Linked DNA regions of Gossypium hirsutum: region 2 is linked to region 1. The links are chromatin contacts, called in public Hi-C maps. All regions are on one chromosome and are shown on one strand. The core of a region is the stretch at or near the end of the contact, and the rest is flanking DNA. Distances in the headings are between cores, read along the strand shown.

Region 1 (2,780 bases), core at 169-2,668:
TCTCGCAGCTGGGTAATTGACATCTGGACACTGAACTCGGATCATGGCTTCTGACCCTATAATCTTGACATCAACTTCCATTGTATTTGGTCCATAATCATAGGTCGGCCTTGTACTGTCAAATGTGGATGCATTTCTTTGGTTATTCGAAACATTGATGGCATTCAACTTGGCTTTTTGGGATTGAACTTTGAGTTTAACATCCAGTTTATCAATCTGAGATCTGAGCTCCTTGATGTAGGCTACCGCATCTGAAAGCAAAGATGCTTTGTCCATCTTGGACACGGTAGGAACCACAGATCGAAGTGCATAGAATCGATGATTAAGTTTCTCACGCCGTAGCCTCTCTGCTTCCACGTGGTTTGAAGGGGTTGTTTTTCCAGTCCCCGACTTTCTTCCTCTCTTCTTCGACCCAACGCTGAACTCCATCTCAGAATCAGCACCGGAGTCCGATGACAAGGGGCGTAATAAAACGCAATTGTCCTTCTTGGCCTCAATTTGTTGCTTTCGGTCATCAAGAATCCACTCCTTTTGATCACTTGCAACCTTGCCGAAATCAAGAAAAGGGACAGTTTGGGTTGACATTTGGAGCTGAGATTCAAGGCCAGGATGCTTGGAACCAAGACAGTTAATCTCAGAACCGAAGATTGATTTTGCAAGTTGCACTAAGCTCCAATTCTCTTGGATCATTTCTGAAGATCCCAATTCAACTACCCCGAAGGAAGTCGAAAGGAAGACTAAGGTCTGGATTCCTCGCATTCGAGCTTCTGTGACTCGCTCGCATTCATACAGTTGGAGCTCCTGATCTCCACACAACCAAATATAGGAGCCTGAGCCGAAAGCCTTCCCAAGAATGTCATCTCCTATAGCAAAAGATCGGTTTACTGATACGGTGTAATACCACTCGTAGTCAGTGACATCGCCATCCACCATCCTCTCAATGTCTATCTCTTCACAGAAAACGGATTGAATCTCTTCCCCCGATCTTCTTCTCCCAAATCTGGGTTGGCTTAGCTTATTTCCGGATTTGCCTGCAAAACCCTTGGTCCCTTGGAAATATCCATCACCCCAAGAAAACACGAGGCGGCCATGAGCATCCCTGGAAGCTTGCCAGAAGATGGAGTATACCCACCATTCAGGCCTGCTTTGGACGATGAACTGGAGGCGCTGTTGCAGCGTCGGCGGAGGGGCGTCTAGGCCGAAGCTAATCATCGAAGATGAAGAAGATGATGACATAATACTGCTGCTCCCTGATCCAACCCAATTTCTTTCTGATAAGGTTTTCCAAACTACTAAGAGCTAAGTAACCCAAAGAGGGATTCGGCGGCAGCAAGCTAAAATATACGAGGAGAAATTAAAGGGATCAGCAGCAAAGACAAAAGGGCAATGTTGTAGGGGCGTTCGGGGAAAACAAGAATTTCCTGGGCATTAAAAGGCCATCCGTGTGGGAACTGTTTTTTGGGCATGCTTAGCACCTTTATCACGTGAAAAATCCTACTATAGGCTGAGCTCCAAAGTTGAAGATGTGATGTGATATTGATGCGCATCGTCTCTATTCGTTGCGAGGTTCAGGCTTCCTCTGGGGTCGCACCTTTCGCTAGTCATTTCCAAATTCGATTCACTACTTCTGGACATTTCAATCTTCAACTCGTCTTCTAGTACTTGTGTTATAATCACTTTTTATTTTTAAGACTTTTCAAATTTTAAAACTAATATAATTAAATTAATTTTATTAAATTTAAGTTTATTATAATATATATTTTAATTGCAGTACTATCAAGTAAGTATATTTTATTTCAAAATATCACATCAATTAAAAAAAATTAATAGTATTAACAAAGTAGACTTAACTTTTAAAAGTTAAAAAGTAGAGAGACTAAATTTTAAAAATAAAAATACGGAGATTAAATTCAAAATTTGTGAAAAGCGTAAGAACTTATAGCATATTTTGGATAAAAGTATAAAGGAGCTCCCTATAGTAGGAGTCAAATTGTATTTTACCATCTATATAGAAAAAATGGAGATATTAGTTTCTTTACAGTAAATGAAAGAGCAAACTAATCTTTTTATTCTACTATTAAAAACTGGTCATTAGACGTTAACATGAAGTACGCATCAAATAAATAAAATTTTTAATAGATTTAATACAAAAGAATTAATTTTACTCATTTTTTAATAAAGAAGCATAATGGAATTTAATTTTTAACACAAAAATTTCATAATATGTTTTATTATATTTTTAAGTTAAAATTATATTTTTAATTATATATGTAAATAAGTGATTTAACAACTCAATGTCCCAACTTTTATAAGAGTTATGTGGCCAAGAAAACAATCTGAAAATCACAGGCTTTTAACTTATATTATCCACTCATTTTTTAATTATTTGACCCTAAATCTTAACTACTAACTGACTATCTGGCCTTTATAAAGAAATGTCAATTTGGCAATAAGAAAGTTCAAAATCAGTATCAAGGTGTAAATGTTTAGAGTCATTAGTTTTACGATTTTCGTTTTCCTTTTTGTTTTTAATGAAAAAGAAAATATGAATAAAACGTGTTTAGTTGAAAGTTTTAAAAATATTTTTAGAAAATTAAAAAAATATGGAAATTAAAAAAAATAAAATTTTAATTGTTTTCATTAAAAATTATTTATAAAATTAAAAGAAATTGAAAGCAATGGTTTTCTAACTTTGGTTAAGTACCAATTGAATTAATTTATTATTATTTGATAAACTACAACAATAAAAAAGTAATGTTCCTATCAAACATATCATAAAT
Region 2 (2,780 bases), core at 71-2,570, 200 kb after region 1:
TGCAAGGAACACGTGGCGATGGGGCATGGAGGGTGGGGTGGGATTCGGTACTCGCGATAGTGGGGTACGGCTATATCCACCCCAGATTCGTGGGTTCATTTCAATTTCAAGGGCACGATAGCAACGTCTCCACACGTGTTAGCGTCAAGTAACTTTTATTCAGCTCACCCGCATAAGATTTTTCTTCTGTTGTAAAATAAACAAGAATAAAAACTACTACTTTAGCATCAAAGATCTTTGTTGGGCCGTCAAGATCTTTCGGCCACTCTCATTTCCAAATGCGTGTCGCTCAACTTCCACGTTTTAAATCGCCAAAATGGTTCAAATTCACATTTTTCAGTAGGAAGTATATTTACTGATTATATCATTTATGAAATATCACACCTTTAATAAATATATAAGAATCATTTCTCTACAAGAAAACATATATTTCATAAAAACAAATCCTACATGAGGAGACAAATAAACTGCATGAGGAGAGAATTAAAGGGATATTATATTTCTTTATTTTTTAAGGTGGTCTCACTTGAGTTAATTATTATGAATGGGTTTGGATGACTGATGCGTTTATTTGTAGTTAGTATAAAAATAACGGCGACAATATTAAATACTATAGCGATATTGTAGCGTGAGACAAAAAATAAACTAAACACATTCACCAAATCCAAACTCACCCCATATATATAACTATCTTAAAAATGCTTGTTTATTTTGCTAATTTTAATCAAATACTAATTAACATTCACCAATGCCGCTGCTAGTTTGTTTTAATGATTCTTGTTCTTTTAATTTCTTTTTCGAAAAACTTAAAGAGTTACTTTCATGATTTTTTTTATAACCATGTAAAAGTTTTGTGTCCATGAGATTATAAAAAAGAAGTAAAAAGAAGAGAAAGATACTACATCGACATGATTGGGTATGAAAAAGAATGATATTTGATTAATATGGCCTGGAAGTGGAGGGCTCGCTCAGGACCACCACATACACCGCCGATGCCTAAATTCTGAGAGCGATGCCAAATTCATTAACATAGCGAATCGGAATGGCTGCCTTGTTCAATTATTACCAGTAATACACTGCTACTAGCCTTCGATATTAGTGGTTTGATAGCTGTGGATCGAAAAAGATAGAATGGTAGCAGCTAGGGGCTTACGTGTTCCAAGAAAATGAACCCCACGAGAAGAAACGAATGTGGGGAATGCAAGGGGCCCCATGCTCATGAATCCTCGTTTTCGGTTTTGCTAGTGGCGGCGCACAATGATATCGATTTTAACTTTTCGATTTTGTTTAATTACGTTATAATGTTGATATATGCCGATCCGTGTGGCATATCTCATAATGCTTCTGTTTAACCGTTACTCTTGTAGTCCACAAAAAAAAAAAAATCTCTATATAAGCGACGCTCTCATTTCATGGTCTCAACCAGAAGAGGAAACAAACAAACAAACAAAATATCATCCGCCATTTTCCTGATCTCCATGGAAACCAACTCTGATTGCTTTTGGCTTTTGTTTATTGCTTCCAAATGCAAAACTTTCTCCTCTCAAAACTCCATTTGGCTTCTTCTTTTACTTTGCATGGGTTGGCTGGGTATGACCCTCTGTTTTTGGTTGTACCCTGGAGGCCCTGCCTGGGGTAAGTATCATTGGCTCCGCAAGAGAGGTGCCACGAAGCACAATAACATCATTCCAGGGCCACGAGGTTTCCCAGTGCTGGGAAGCATGGACATCATGCTTAATCTGGCTCACCATAAAATTTCTGCAGCAGCTAAGTGTTTTGATGCTAAACGGCTCATGGCCTTTAGCTTGGGTGATACAAGGGTTATGGTTACATGCAACCCTGATGTAGCCAAAGAGATTCTTAACAGTTCCGTTTTTGCTGATCGTCCAGTGAAAGAGTCGGCATACAGTTTAATGTTCAACAGAGCCATTGGTTTCGCTCCTTATGGGGTTTACTGGCGAACCCTCAGAAGAATTGCTGCCACACATCTATTTTGTCCTAAACAAATCAGCTTCACCGAGGCACAGAGGTCTGATATCGCCTCTCAAATGCGTTCTATAATAGCATGTCGGGGTGGAACCGGAGAATTCTCCGTACGGGATATACTCAAGAAAGCATCTCTTAACAACATGATGTGCTCGGTGTTTGGCAGCAAGTATCAACTTGGTTCGTCAAATACTGAAACTGAACAACTCAGCCAGCTTGTCGAAGAAGGTTACGACCTATTAGGGAAGCTCAATTGGTCTGATCATCTCCCATGGCTCGCTGGTTTAGACCTTCAAAAAATCCGGCTTCGATGCACCCAACTTGTTCCCAAAGTGAACAAGTTTGTGAGTAGAATCATTCAACAACATAAACTGCAACCTGAGACAACAAACCATGATTTCGTGCACGTTTTACTTTCTCTTACTGGACCTGATAGACTCTCGGACAACGATATGATTGCCGTACTTTGGGTAAGCAACAAAGCAAGCAATTTTATTTTATTTTTTTATAGGCATGGTTTTTTGCTTTCTAGCTGTGATGGGAAAACAGTCGAAGATGGAATCTTGGATCAGTTTGATGATTAGATTACGATAATATGTACATTTTCTTAGCTTTTAAGTACAATTAATTGCTTTGTCCTAATTACGCAGGAGATGATATTTAGAGGAACGGACACTGTGGCGGTTTTAATAGAGTGGATACTAGCGAGAATGGTGCTTCACCCGGAAATCCAGTCAAGAGTGCAGGCGGAGCTTGATGAAGTTGTGGGGAAATCACGAGCGTTAATGGAATCA

The links. A called contact is a pair of places that touch in the nucleus more often than the background predicts.
Region 2: a contact with region 1 is called in a Hi-C map of leaf, with 1.8 times the contacts expected there. The contact joins the promoter of LOC107911625 here to the promoter of LOC107911642 in region 1. A contact is called at or near these places in 5 of 34 Hi-C or Micro-C datasets (callus and leaf).

The regions. Positions count from the first base shown.
Region 1 is chrD08:40,540,726-40,543,505 of Gossypium_hirsutum_v2.1, forward strand. It overlaps LOC107911642 (transcription factor MYC2), which reads right to left and starts at 1,419. Exons shown (of 1, transcript XM_016839512.2): 1 at 1-1,419. The coding sequence starts at 1,236.
Region 2 is chrD08:40,741,331-40,744,110 of Gossypium_hirsutum_v2.1, forward strand. LOC107911625 (cytochrome P450 78A3) reads left to right here and starts at 1,321. Exons shown (of 2, transcript XM_016839492.2): 1 at 1,321-2,456; 2 at 2,637-2,780. The coding sequence starts at 1,413.